Linked DNA regions of Pan troglodytes: region 2 is linked to region 1. A link is a contact called in public capture Hi-C data. All regions are on one chromosome and are shown on one strand. Each heading gives the region's core, a stretch centred on a gene start, on an enhancer-like site or on the middle of the called end of the contact. The rest is flanking DNA. Distances are from core to core; before and after follow the strand shown. Region 1 has its middle 38 kb from the start of GLI2. Region 2 has its middle 210 kb from the start of TFCP2L1.

Evidence for each region. Capture Hi-C pulls out chosen DNA fragments and counts their contacts.
Region 2: a contact with region 1 is called in a capture Hi-C map of stem cell-derived neural stem cells, with 19 times the contacts expected there. The contact joins two enhancer-like sites. A contact is called at or near these places in 4 of 7 Hi-C or Micro-C datasets (blood, induced pluripotent stem cells and stem cell-derived neural progenitor cells) and 1 of 1 other capture datasets (stem cell-derived neural stem cells).

What each region holds. Positions count from the first base shown.
Region 1 is chr13:21,377,644-21,384,829 of NHGRI_mPanTro3-v2.0_pri, forward strand. No RefSeq gene overlaps it. Among named protein-coding and RNA genes, the nearest start is that of GLI2, 38 kb to the right of the region's middle. Within about 2 kb of position 1,703, at least 1 of the 24 cell types and tissues checked has an H3K27ac peak or open chromatin away from gene starts, as enhancers often do. A contact at or near this core is called in stem cell-derived neural stem cells, where this site is marked.
Region 2 is chr13:21,752,678-21,758,894 of NHGRI_mPanTro3-v2.0_pri, forward strand. No RefSeq gene overlaps it. Among named protein-coding and RNA genes, the nearest start is that of TFCP2L1, 210 kb to the right of the region's middle. Within about 2 kb of position 2,129, at least 1 of the 24 cell types and tissues checked has an H3K27ac peak or open chromatin away from gene starts, as enhancers often do. A contact at or near this core is called in stem cell-derived neural stem cells, where this site is marked.

The DNA of each region.
Region 1 (7,186 bases), core at 453-2,952:
GTATATCTGTGTTACATCTATGGAAAAGGTGGAAAGGAACCAAGCATGACAAAATATTAAGAATTGTAGAATCTAAGTGACATAGACCTGTTGTTTCAACTTTTCTGGATGTTTGAAACCGTTCAACATGAGTTTTGGGAAAAGCCCATCCTTCCTCTGTTTTCTAAGCAGCAGCTCCCAAAAGAGGCAGCAGCATTTGATAATGTCCTCGGTAATGATTTCATTATTGATTTCATTAATAAGACATCCTGGTGGGAAGGTGCTCTCCAGGATGCCTGGAAAGGGCTTTTGATGCTGACTGGGCTCAGATGGGCAGAGAAGCCATGATCAGCCCGTTTCTTGGGCTGTACCAGGGTGTCAGGTTTGAGGATGTTCCTCCAGGGTCCCCCCACGCCCACACTCCCACCTGCTCCAGTGGCAGGGGCTCGGGGGGAAGGCCTTCCAGCCAGTACTCTGATTCAGGGCACTGACATCACACATGGAAGGCGGTGGGGACAGCCTGGAGAGCACATACAAGGCGCCCCTGTCTCCTGCTCCCAACCATGGCTGGTTGACTGATGTCCTCACACTGTTCTTCTCACCACCAACTGCCCAAAAGGAATGATCCTACGAGGTAAATCACCGAGACTTGTTGGCTCAGGTCCAAAAGCTGCCAGGTGGCCACCCCAGAACGCCCCAGGCTTGTTAGATAACAGCATTCCAAGCAGGACCCCAAAATGCTCCAGACAGTGCTCCACTGCTGGCCCCTCTTGGAGGGTCATCTGTTTCTAAGAGGAGAGAGTGTCCCATATCACTCCATAATGTGTCCAAGTCCCCTGACTTCTGTTCTAAGGCATAAAGAGCCTAGGACCCATTGGACAGGTTGGGGAGTTGGCAGAACTTCCGTGATCTCGTGGAGAAGCCTCCAAACCTGGCCTCCAAGGAAGGCGGTTGCCTCTCCTAAGGGAGTAAAAAAGTGAGAAGGCCCCCCATGGAAACCCGTCAGCCCCCAGAAGACCTGGGTTTCTTTTCTTTCCTTTTCTTCTTCTTCTTTTTTTTTTTTTTTTTTTTTTTTTTGAGACGGAGTCTTGCTCTGTCGCCCAGGCTGGAGTGCAGTGGCGCGATCTCGGCTCACTGCAAGCTCCGTCTCCAGACTCGGGTTTCTTACTCCTTCAGTCCACGTGGCCCCTATCCTTCCCTTCTCTTTCTCCCATCCTCCTGATCTCTGGGCATAGAAAGCCCACTGGGGAAGAACACCGCAAATCTTCCGGTCCTGCAGCCTCACAGCTGTGTCTACTCCGCTGGGGAGCTTGGGGAAAGAGGAGAGCCCCGGAGGACAATTGAAATAACTAAGTGGGTGGATGGCTAGAGGGTGGAACAGAGTGACAATTCTGGCTCCAGTCCTCAAATTGCTCTGAGCAGGGCATTCAAATTGGATCCCAACTCCGAAAGTGCATTTTAGCAATCCGCCACCAGGTGGAAGAGTCGAATTAAGAATAGAGTCGCTCCACTGCCGTCCTCCGACAGCAATAGTCGGGACCGCAAAAACCGCGGGACGGAGATCTGACCGTAGAGGGAGCAATGCGCTCTCAGCTCAGCGTCGTATTTCCTGGAGTATTTTGGCCTTTGCATCCTGCGGCCCTCTTTCTGTACATTTATCGAGCATCTACAGCATTTCAGACACAGTGCTGGGCCCCGGACAACTATGAGCAAATTCCATTTGCAGCAGCCCCGCAAAACGGCATTTGGAAGCCTATTTTGTGGCAGAGGAAGCCAGGCAGAGTAACGCCCCGCTGCTCAGTGGCAGAGGGGGAATCAGAAAGCCAGCCATCTGCATTCGAAGTCCAAGCTCTGCCCAGCACACTTTGTGCTGCGTCCTAAAAGCACGAAATAGCAGGGACTGCTCGGCTTTCCCCTTCCGTGGTGGCATCAGAAACGGGGCTGCGGCCCAGCGGCAGAAAGCAGCTAGGAGTGCAGAGGGATAAGCTGAAGCCTCTAAGGGAAAACACCCCAAAACAACAGCTAAATGGCACACTGCAAACAACAAGGCTCACGTTGCATGTCATTTCAGCACTTCATTTTATCTCCCCGTGGTCTCACCACCCCCTTGCTTCCTCCCATTTTGTGGAAGAGCAAATTGAGCTCCAGAGTGGTTGAGTCTCTTGGGTAAATGCCTGAAATCTCACACTCAGACTCAAGCCTTCAACCCTAGCATCTGATTCGTAGCCTCAGGACTCTTGTTCTACACACTATATTGCTTCCCTTGGCTGCTTACGTCAATGTGGCCATCACTGAGTCCCACTAGAACCTGGTTCCGGGTTAGTGAATTCAGACAGGATGGGTGGCCAGGCAAGGCAAGAGAGATGGGACAGGGGCTGGGGAAGGGAGGGAGGGGCTTCCCAGAAGAACTGGAGAATTTTGAGGGATCTTCAGTTCCAAGCAGCCCCCACTAGGAGAGACTGGTGATTGGCAGGCCTGGATTTTAATTCTGGCAACACCACTTACTAGCTTCTCTTCTCTTTAGTTTTCTTTTTTCTAAGACTTGGGGTGATCATCATGGTAGGTATCTCAAGAGATTTTCTCAGGATCAAATGTAAATAAAATGCATTTAATCGCTCACACCAATTAAGATGGCTAACATCAAAAAAGTAGAAAATAACACGAGTTGGCAAGGATGGAGAGAAATTGGAACTGTTGTGCACTGTAGGTGGGAATGTAAAATGGTGCAGTTGCTATGGAAACCATATGGCTATTCCTCAAAATATTAAACATAGAATTACCGTCAGGCATGGTGGCTCACATCTGTAATCTCAACATTTTGGGAGGCCGAGGTGGGTGGATCACTTGAGCCCAGGAGTTCGAGACCAGCCTGAGAAATACGGTGAAACCCTGTCTCTACTAAAAGTACAGAAAATTAGTCAGGCATTATGGTGCATGCCTGTAGTCCCAGCTACCCAAGAGGCTGAGGTGGGAGGATCACCTGAGCCCAGAAGGCAGAGGCTACAGTGAGCTGTGATGATGCCACTGCACTCCAGCCTGGGCAACAGAGAAGAATCCCGTCTCAAAAAATAAATAAATAAATAAATAAAAATAGAATTACCATAGGATCCAGCAATTGCACTTCTGAGAATATACCCAAAAGAATTGAAAGCAGAGACAGAAGAGATGTTTGTACACTGAAGTTCATAGCAGCATTATTCACAATAACCAAAAGGTACAGCAACCAAAGTGCCCATCAACGGATGAGCGGATAAATACAATGTGACCTCTCCATACGACGGAATATAATTCAACCTTGGAAAGAAAGAAATTCTGACACATGCTAGAGCATAGACCTTTGAGGCCAGTATGCTGAGTGAGATAAGGCAGTCCAAAAGGACATATACTGCTGCATTCCACTTATGTGAGGATCCTAAGGTAGTTAACATCATAGAGACAGAAAGTAGAATGGCAGTTGCTGGGGGCTGGGGAGATGGGGAACTAGGAGTTGCTGTTTAGTGGGTGTAGAGCTTCAGTTTTACAGGATGAAAGAGTTCTGCAGATGGATGGTGGCGACGGTGGCATAACAATGGGAATGTGCTTGATGCCATTGAACTGTAAAGTTTAAAATAATTAAAATGGGCCGGGCACGGTGGCTCACACCTGTAAACCTAGCACTTTGGGAGGCCAAGGTGGGTGGATTACTTGAGGTCAGGCGTTCAAAACCTGCCTGGCCAACATGGTGAGACTCCATCTCTACTAAAAATACAAAAAAATTAGCCAGGTGTGGTGGCGGGCACCTGTGATCCCAGCTACTCAGGAGGCTGAGGCAGGAGAATTGCTTGAACCTTGGAGGCAGAGGTTGCAGTGAGCCAAAATCGCACCACTGCACTCCAGCCTGGGCGACAGAGCCAGACTCCATCTCAAAAAAAAAAAAAAATTAAAATGGTAAATTTTATGTTACATATGTTTTAACACAATTTTTAAAAATAAAATAATTTTTCACATTAGGAGTAAACAATAAAAGACTGAAGACAATGTCTTTAGTTAAAAAAAATTTAATGGGGTGACTTGATTTAGAGCTGTTTGTTCTTCCTTTGTATGATTACAAATTCTTCGAGTGATCTCTACCCCTTGGAGCTTGAATCTGGATAGACTTGTGTGACTAATTTGTCACCCAAACGGTGTGGCAGATGTGACACAGAGTGACTTCCAAGCCTGGGTCCATTTGAAAAGTCCATTAGGCTTCTGCTTGTTTGTGGGGTCACTAGCTTTTGTGTCCCTGAGCTGTCAAGGATGAAGTCTAAGCACCCCTCAAGGTGGCCGTGCTGGGAAGATGCCCAAGTGTCACAGGTGGCCCATGGGAAGATGCTTGGTTCAGCAGCTCTAGCTCAAATCCTGGCATGGAGTCTTCCCAGCTGAGGTCCGGACAGCATGGAGCAGAGAGGAGCCATCCTCTGCTGGGCCCTGACCAACAGGTCTGAAGCCCTGACCAACAGAATCTGTGAGCATGTTAAGAGGGTTGCTCCAAGCTGTGAAGTTTCTGGGCAACGCGTTATGCAGCATAGTAACTGGAACATGTAGGTGGAAATGGGTGTCCCTTTGAAATATCTCAACAGATAGCATGTTTTCTTTCCCCATTCAGGTCTCCTGGACTTACCCCCTCTCTTCTCACTTTCTACAGAGATAGATAAGAAGTAAATTTAAAATCTTTTTTAAGAGTGACCCAGATTGGATTATCAAGAAACATTCTAGAATTCTCTGCTCTGGAAACGTCCTTTGAGTCAGTGCTTGGAAATGAAGTTGGCCTTACTCAACTTAAAAGATGCTTTCTGGGGAAAGTTGTGAGTAGATTCAGAGTTCTATAATTAGAATCTTCTTCTCTCATTGATTCCTGTTCTTGTTTCAGAGCTGTGTTCTGTTCATTTGGCTTTTTCAGGTTATGTTCTGTTGGACAATTACTTCTAGTAGTTTAAACATCCCTTACCCTTCCCTGGAAGCTAGAAATCTCTCTGAGAGGTGAGGTATGTGTGACTTTGCTGCCAGGCCCACAGGGAGTGCCATGGTTGTGACTGTGCTGCTCCTGCAAGGGGCCTGGAGGCAGGAGAATTGTGGGCAGGGGCAGGCACAGGGGCTTAACTCCTGCACAGTGGCTGCGTCATCCTGGGCAGGTCACCGAAGCTTGGCTTCTCCTCCTGGTGTGACAAAAGCCAGGAGGTGGCACACATCGGCTCACTCACAGCACTTCACATCTGGTCATTCACTTGGCAGATGTGACTGTTAACACTTAGGCTCCTGATGGGGACAAAACAGGCCCAAACCTCACCCTTGTCAAGCTTGGGTGCTGGTGGGGCAAGGCAGACAACAGAAATCCATTGAGTAAATAAGTACATTCTAGAGGGATTTGTGGCATGAGACGTGCTATGGGAAAAACAAACCGGAGCAAGGCAGGGGCCCAGGCATCCTGGGGGTGTGGTCACGGCCGACCGCTTACAGAAGGTGATATTTGAGCAAAGACATAAAGGCAGTTGGGAAATTAGCGACTGACAAAGAGTCCTTGCTTAACCAAACTTCAGTCCAGCTCCTGAACCTTCTCTAGGCCCATTAGTGTACTTCTTTGTAAAATCCAGTTTTAGGAAGAACCCTGCTAACCCAGTTTAGCAAGAACCTTCACTTTCAACATATGCTCCCCTTAATATTCAGTAGGGTTCCTCCTCCCCCAGGTGATGTCTGATCACCTTGGCCTGCCTTCATCAAGAATCCTGTTGGCTGGGTTTAGCCAGGATCCCCCTTACCCTTAAACTTGACTCTTAGTAATTTTCCATCTGCTGACCCCACACGGCCCCTTGGCTGTACAGCCCCACTTGCCTGTGCTGCTTTTGGAGTTGAACCCAATCCCTCCCCCACTGCAGGGCCCTGTTACATTGGCCCCTCTACCTCTCTCATGGTCCTGAGTAAAGTCTTCCTTACCAAGCTTGAAGAAGTGTTGTTAAAGAAATTTTTTCCTTAACACCATGCAGAAATCTGTATATTTCCACTAAAATTTTATTTGTTTGTTTGTTTGTTTATTTTGAGACAGGGTCTTGCTCTGTTGCCCAGACTGGAGTACAATGGTGCAATTATAGCTCACTGCAGGCTCAAATTCCTGGGCTCAAGCCATCCTCCTGCCTCAGCCTCCCAAGTAGCTGAGAGCTGGGACTAGAGGCACACACCATGACACCTGGCCAATTAAAAAAAATTTTTTAGGAAGGGCGCAGTGGCTCATGCCTATAATCCCAGCACTTTGGAAGGCCAAGATAGATGGATCGCTTGAGCTCAGGAGTTGGAAACCAGCCAGAGCAACATGGCGAAACCTCATCTCTACAAAAAATATAAAACTTAGCAGGGCGTAGTGGCACACACCTGTAGTCCTAGCTACTTGGGGGGCTGAGACAGGAGGATTGCTTGAGCCTGGGAGGTCAAGGCTGCAGTGAGCAGAGATAACACCACTGCACTCCAGTAGAACCGGACTGTTTCTCAAAAAAACAAAAACAAAACAAAACAAAAATGACTTACTTTTAGAAACAGGGTCTTGCTATGTTACCCAGGCTGATGTCGAACTCCTGGGTACAAGCGATCCTCCTGCCTCATCCTCCTGAGTAGCTGGAACTCCAGTCACCATGCTATCTGTTATTTAAAAATTATTATTATGAAGAGTAGTACCAGATGCCTTAGGAAGAGCCTGAACTAATCCCCCAATTCCTCTGCCAGAATCAAGTCTCCCCTGGGGATTTAACCCTTGCCTTTTCAGTATGAATATTTTATTACAAAGGTAGAATAAAGTCATTTCTAAACTATCTAAGTCTCCTAAAAAAAATCTAAGTTTTACATGGAGCCTGAGAGGGTCTCACTGTCATCTGAACGTCTGGACTCCCAGCCTGGTGGGGAGAGCAGGGGGTCACCTCTCAGCCTCCTTACACTTCTAAGGGAATTCCGGCGTCCTCACCCTGGGGTGACAGTGGCGGGGGAGCTGGAGCCAGCGTCTAACAGGTCAACATTGGGATCCTGTAGGTTTCAGCCCTCCCTGAAGTCCTGCGTCTGGCCAGAGGCTATCTTCCCCAGCTCCCTCGGTTAACCTTCTTCTGTGACTGACTTGGGAGTGAAAGCTCCAAAAAGCCCTGAAAACTCCTTAGGCCTCCTGGGGACAGAATTGGGTCCAAGCTCTGCAGACAGAGCTGCTGAGGTCTGG
Region 2 (6,217 bases), core at 879-3,378, 380 kb after region 1:
GCCCAGGCACAACCTGCCCCAGGGTTCTGGGTTGGCAGAATGCAAAGCGCAGACTCCACCTCTAACTTCTCCCCTGAAAGGAGAATCTGCCAAATCCCCAGGAGTTCAGAGGACAGGCCAAGGAGAGCAGAGGAATTCTACAGACCCAGGTGGGCCCTGGCTCCACCCTTCTGCCAAGCTGTGCCATCCTAGGCGGCTCCCTTAACATCTCTAATCCGCAGGAGCTTCTCTCGGGGTGTGTAAAGCATGAGTGGACAGGAGGGAGGTACTCGATGAATAGTGACAGCCAAAACCCTGATAACAATGGGCGATGTCATTTAACATTCACCGTCATCTCATGGCGCAGTCACTATTATTCCCCCATTTCGCAGATGAGGAAACTGAGCTTCCAACTTGCTCCTGCAGGTCCTGCAGAGTTCAGTGATGAAGTTCAAGCTTCATTCAGTCATTGCGCATCCAGGGCCAAGGTCATTTGCAAAACTCCTTCGCATGACCATACTGTCAGCTGCGAACACAGCCCCATGCCTTGGTGGAGGGGGTGGCGTACGCCCATCCCACGTTGGGAATCAGGAACCCACCCTCAGCTGCCCCTGTCCTTGTGCCCTGTCTGTGGTTCTGTGGTGGAGGATAACTATGTTTTAGTTAGCATGGATCCTGCACATGTGCTGGAATATTCCATCTTCTGCAAGCATTGAAGGGACAGGAAATTGAAGTCTGGGCCCCTCTCACACTGAGGGAAATTCACAGACATTGTGATTAAAAACAGCAGGATGGTAAATATGTGCCCAATTAATGCCTTTACTAAAATAGCAAGTCCCTAAAATATTTCCGAGCAGGAAGTAGAACGAAGAAGGCCCCCTGCCCCCACCTCGCACCCCATTCTGTCCCCCACTCCTGAGAGCAGCCCAATTTGTCCCCAAAACCCAGGAAATCTTTCACGGAAAATACTCTCCAACTCTGGCTCCGCTGGGGTTCGAGGCCAGCCAATGGGGCAGGGTGGAGGACAGATGCCCTGGAATTCCTTTCATGCTTATTAAAACCAACAAATGTCAGGCCGGGCACAGCGGCTCACGCCTATAATCCCAGCACCTTGGGAGGCCAAGGTGGGTGGATCACTTGAGGTCAGGAGTTCGAGAACAGCCTGGCCAACATGGTGAAACTCCGTCTCTACTAAAAACACAAAAATTAGCCGGGCCTGGTGGCGGGCGCCTGTAATCACAGCTACTTAGGAGGCTGAGGCAGGAGAATTGCTTGAACCCAGGAGGCAGAGGTTGCAGTGAGCCGAAATCGCGCCACTGCACTCCAGCCTGGGTGACAGAATAAGACTCCGTCTCAAAAAAAAAAAAAAACCAACAAATGTCAGAAGTCAGTATTGTGGGTCCAGTCCACAGGGATCCCAGAACCGCCCTTGCCCCCACCCCCTGCCAGGATCTGGCTACCGGGTGAGACCCAGGCCTGGCCTTCAGCTGGGTGGCTGGAAGCTTCCTGAGTTAGTTCTGAATCCCAAAGTTAATGGTACATTGGTCACGCCTGTAATTCCAGCACTTTGGGAGACTGAGGTGGCGGGATCACTTGAACCCAGGAGTTTGAGACCAGCCTGGGCAACAAAGCAAGACCCTGTCTCTACAAAAAAAAAACAAAAAATCAGTCGGGTACAGTGGTGTGCAAGCTACTTGGGAGGCTGAGGTGGGAAGATTGAGCCCAGAGGTTGAGGGTGCAGTAAGCAAACGTCACACACTCCAGCGTGGGTGACAGAGAAAGACCCTGTCTCAAGAAAAAGTGCATTGGATTTCTCAAAGAGACTGTTCCAAAATCTGTTCGAAAATGGACCCTACAAGGATGATTTTTAATTGGAAAAGAAAAGAAAAAAAAGGACGAGGAGAGGTAGGAAAACAGAGTGCAAAAGCCCGCCAGCGCCTCCTGGTGAAAGAAGGGCAGTGGTGCCCAGCACCAACTGCCAGCCTAGGGCAGACGGGAGGAGGGGTCCCAGTCCCAGCACCACCTCCGCTCCCCCCAGGGCTTCCCCAAGACAGCCCAGGGGTTCCAGCCCAGAGGCGTCAAAGCCCTTGCCCGCCCGTTTCCTGCCGATCATCCAGCCTCAGCACTCCACATAGCGGGGAAAGCAGCTTGTCCCTGGCCACAGAGGCCTTTTCCGGAGGGAGCAGGCTGTTACTGTGACTGTGTGGCTGGATCACCCACCCTCCAGCCTGACAGAGACTGGGCTCTGGGAAGGGCCTTGCCCAGGCCACACTGCTAGACAGGCTGAAGGCACAGGCGCCCCAGGTTGTAACACCTCAGAAGTTCTGGGTTTCCAACTGAGTACCCAAACATAGAAAGAGCCGTGGTGCCCATCAGCACCAGGTGGGTGCACAGCCCATTGTCCTACAGAGGCCAGAGGAGCTCCCTGGAATGTACATCAGGCACGTCCCCATGGCCACGGGGCTCTGCAGTCCAACCCACCTATGTCCCCAGGTCACCTTTTAGGGCCTCCTCTGCTCCTTCCGCTTTAGCCGACTGGGCCTTCTTTCCAAAACATTGAGCTCACCTCCACCCCAGGGCCTTTGCATTCACTGTTTTCTTTCCCTAAAAACATCTGCTTCCAAATGTCCACATGCCTCCTCCTTCTCAGAGTTTAGGTCTCGACTCAAATGGCAACTGCTTTAAGAGGCTGTCCTTGTCTTCCTGGGCCAAGGGTCCCTGGTCCCCATCACTCCGCCCTCTCAGACTGCTGTGAGGGATCTTTATGGAAGTTATTACCAGCATTACATTACACAGTGTACGAATACTATATATTAATATGTGCTAGGATGCCAAGCTCCAAGACGGGGGCAGGGGGGCTGTCTTGTTCAGCTCTGTGTCCCCAGCCCCATCCAGCCCTGCACATCCTAGGTGCTCAGTAGCTAGTTACTGCATGAAGGAATGAGTGGAATTTGAATACTTATAAGGGAGGATTGGTGGCTGCTTCCCCTGTTCTCCCCCAGTGCCTGCGTTGTGGCATTTATGGTGTCATCTTGTCATTTACCTCTGGGTCCATCTCTTTCAAGGTGGTGAGTCCCCACGAGAGGGAGAGAGGCTCAGGGCCCGTGGCTCCTTGGAGTTCAGAGAAGGTGCTCCCCTGTGGGTAGTCTCGCCCCGGCACCACTTGTTCCTGATCTCTGCACAACGGGTGGCCTTGGCCCCACGTCTCCTTCCCCTGGCACTGCTGCTGGGCAGGCATCTGGAGACCTGGGCTCTTACCAGCTCTTGCAACTCACTGGGTGACCTTAGGCAGGGCCCATCCTCTCCCTGGGCTCCCATTTCCCTGAATGCACAATGGGGGTCTTCTGAGACTCCTGAAGGGTCGCTAGTTCAACCCCTTGGAGTTGGGGGAAGCCCAGCTACCCTTCTCTGGCTTTTTTTGCGGGAGCGGTCTCAGCACCAATGCTTGGAGTTTGGGAAAATACACAGCTCTCCAGAGTGATGGGGAGCAGGGCTTCCCCGACTTGGTGGGGGCCAGTGATACCAGCAGCCACTTTTTAACTTGATCAAGAGCACGACTGCTATAGCCCAGTCATTGTATCCTAAGGGACAGGCCGCTCCCGCCTGATTGTATCCCCAACAAGGAACTAGGCCAACGCCGTACAGCCCACGTCAATTCCGTCCCTAACCCCTGCCAGCCTGGAGTTCCTGGGGGCATCACCCTCTCTCATCTGCAGCAACCACGTGGTGCCTCCTGCAGGAAAGCCCAGCCTGGCTCCCACTGCCCACTGCCGGGCTGGGCTCCACTCAGGCAGCCGCTGCTTCCTCTGCAGACCTTTTCTCTTCTGGGCGGGACAGGAACCCACGGCTGCTCAGGCACTGTGCCCCACTACCCCCTGGTCTTTGCACATGCTGTTCCCTCTGCCAGGATCACTGTGTTCCACTTTCCCACGTAGTCTGCAGAACCCGACCAGACAGTTCCCATCCCACAAGGGTTTCCCATCTCCTCCCATTCCATTCCTACAGGCTCTGCCACCTGCACCAGTCAGAGTTCAGAGAAGTGGAACATTGGGACGTGAGAGGACATGCGCGCGCACACACACACAGACACATACACACACACAGACACACAGACACAGAGACACACACACAGACACACACGCACAGACACAGAGACACAGAGACACACACGCAGACACACACAGACACACAAACACACAGAGACACACGCACCCACAGAAACACACAGACACACAAAGACACACAAAGACACACACACATAGACACAAACACACACACAGAGACACACACATGCACACAGACACATACACAGACATACAGACATAGACACACACGCACTACACGGACAGACACGCGGACACCAACACACAGACACAAACACACAGAGACACACACACAGACACCCACAGACACACAGACACAGACACACACGCAGGCACACACAGACACACAGACGCAGACACAGACACGTATACACACAGACACACAGACACACCCACAGACACAGACACACACACAGACACACACAGATACATATATAGACACGCACACACACACAGATACACACAGGCACACACAGATACATACATAGACACGCACACACAGATACACACAGACACATGCAGACACACAAACACATAGACACACACACAGACACACACAGACACACACACACACGACCTATGACAGGGACTTGGCCTTGTGAAACCTTGGGCACTGGCCACCCCGTGTAAGGGAACTGCTGCTTCTCTGGTGCGTGGAGCTGGCAGGGCGGGCGTGGGGAAAAGGGGATGACCATGAAGTGGGGTAGGAGGACAAATGGAACCTGACAGGCTGAGCTGGAACTCCCACCGGGAAGTAGCGGACCCCAAGTCAATCTGTCCCCTGCTCTAAGCCTCTACCTTCGAGGATGGGCACCCCGTGGAAGAAGCCGGCACCTTCATGAACTAAGCATATACCTGGCCTGGGAGTCAAGAAGGCCACAGGAGGCTCTGGCTGGGCTGGAAGAGCTATGCCCCAGCTGCCTGGACACCAAATCCATCTCCTGAGATCAGCAGCACCTGCGAGTCCCCTGTGTGTTGGGAGGCACTGGCCCCTCTCGCCTTCTGAGTGTAAAAGGAAGACATGACTGCTGCTCCCTCTGCCCCTCCCCGGGCCCCAGATAACCCAAGCCTGTGCAGGGAAGGGAGTTCCCCGGGGCCCGAGATAACCCAAGCCTGTGCAGGGAAGGGAGTCCTGGGTGCTGCAGTTCAGCTCAGCTAGGCTGACCGGACACACATCTGTCACACCACCCCAGAGCCTGACCCATGCCGGGTCCTGGAGCTACTCCCGGTGGTGGCCACACTTCCTGCCTCCAGGAAATCCAACATCTCCTGGGAAAGACAAGTCAAGAGACAAAAACACCATTGAATGTGCACGGTGAGGTGGGCAATAGCCATGCAGGCCTGATGGGGAGAATGTGTCCCGTACCAGGGGAAGACTGCAGTGGCCCCCAGGGATGGAGAAGGCCGAGGTCCCGGGGAGGGGGCAGCTGTGCCAGCTCCAGGGCCTTCACTTCTGGGCCTTGGGCTGATGATGCTCCCCTGGGGAGGGCAAAAGGGAGGCCAGCGAGGAGCAGGCTTTGGGTGGGACCAGCTGGGAACAATATCTGTGTCTGCCTTGCCAAGCCTCACAATTCCTATCTAGAAAATGGGGTTGTTGGGAGAATTGAAGATAAAATATATACAAGTATTGCACTGGACCTGACTCGCCCCACCCCAAAGTTGACCATTCCCAAAATTGACAGTGTCATTATCTAGGTCCTAAAAAATCCAAGGGAGAAATGAGATTTCCTGTGTCTTCCCAGCAGCTACACCACTGCTCTTGAACTTGGGAATTGCCACGAAGTGCAGGGGGTGGGGTGGACACCGAGGTCTGTAGGGCCGAGGAAAAAAAACACGACACAACTGGGGCCTTCCAGGGTCTCCCGCGACCCCTGTTCATCCTGCCTGCAGCACCTCATTCCCCACGAGGGCCTGCAGCCAGCTCCTGCCATCTGCCATGATTTATAGAAAAGAGGCAGTGATTAATCAGCCAGTCAACGCCGAGTGCAGCCATTCTCTTTCACTTATCTGCCCCCTAACCCCCCAGCACAGTCCACGCAGCGATGGGCAAATGTATTAATCATGCACTTTAAAAATATTTAAAGGAGAAGCCGAGCCTGGAGCAGAGTCTCCTTTAATGGACTCGTTTTCAGCTG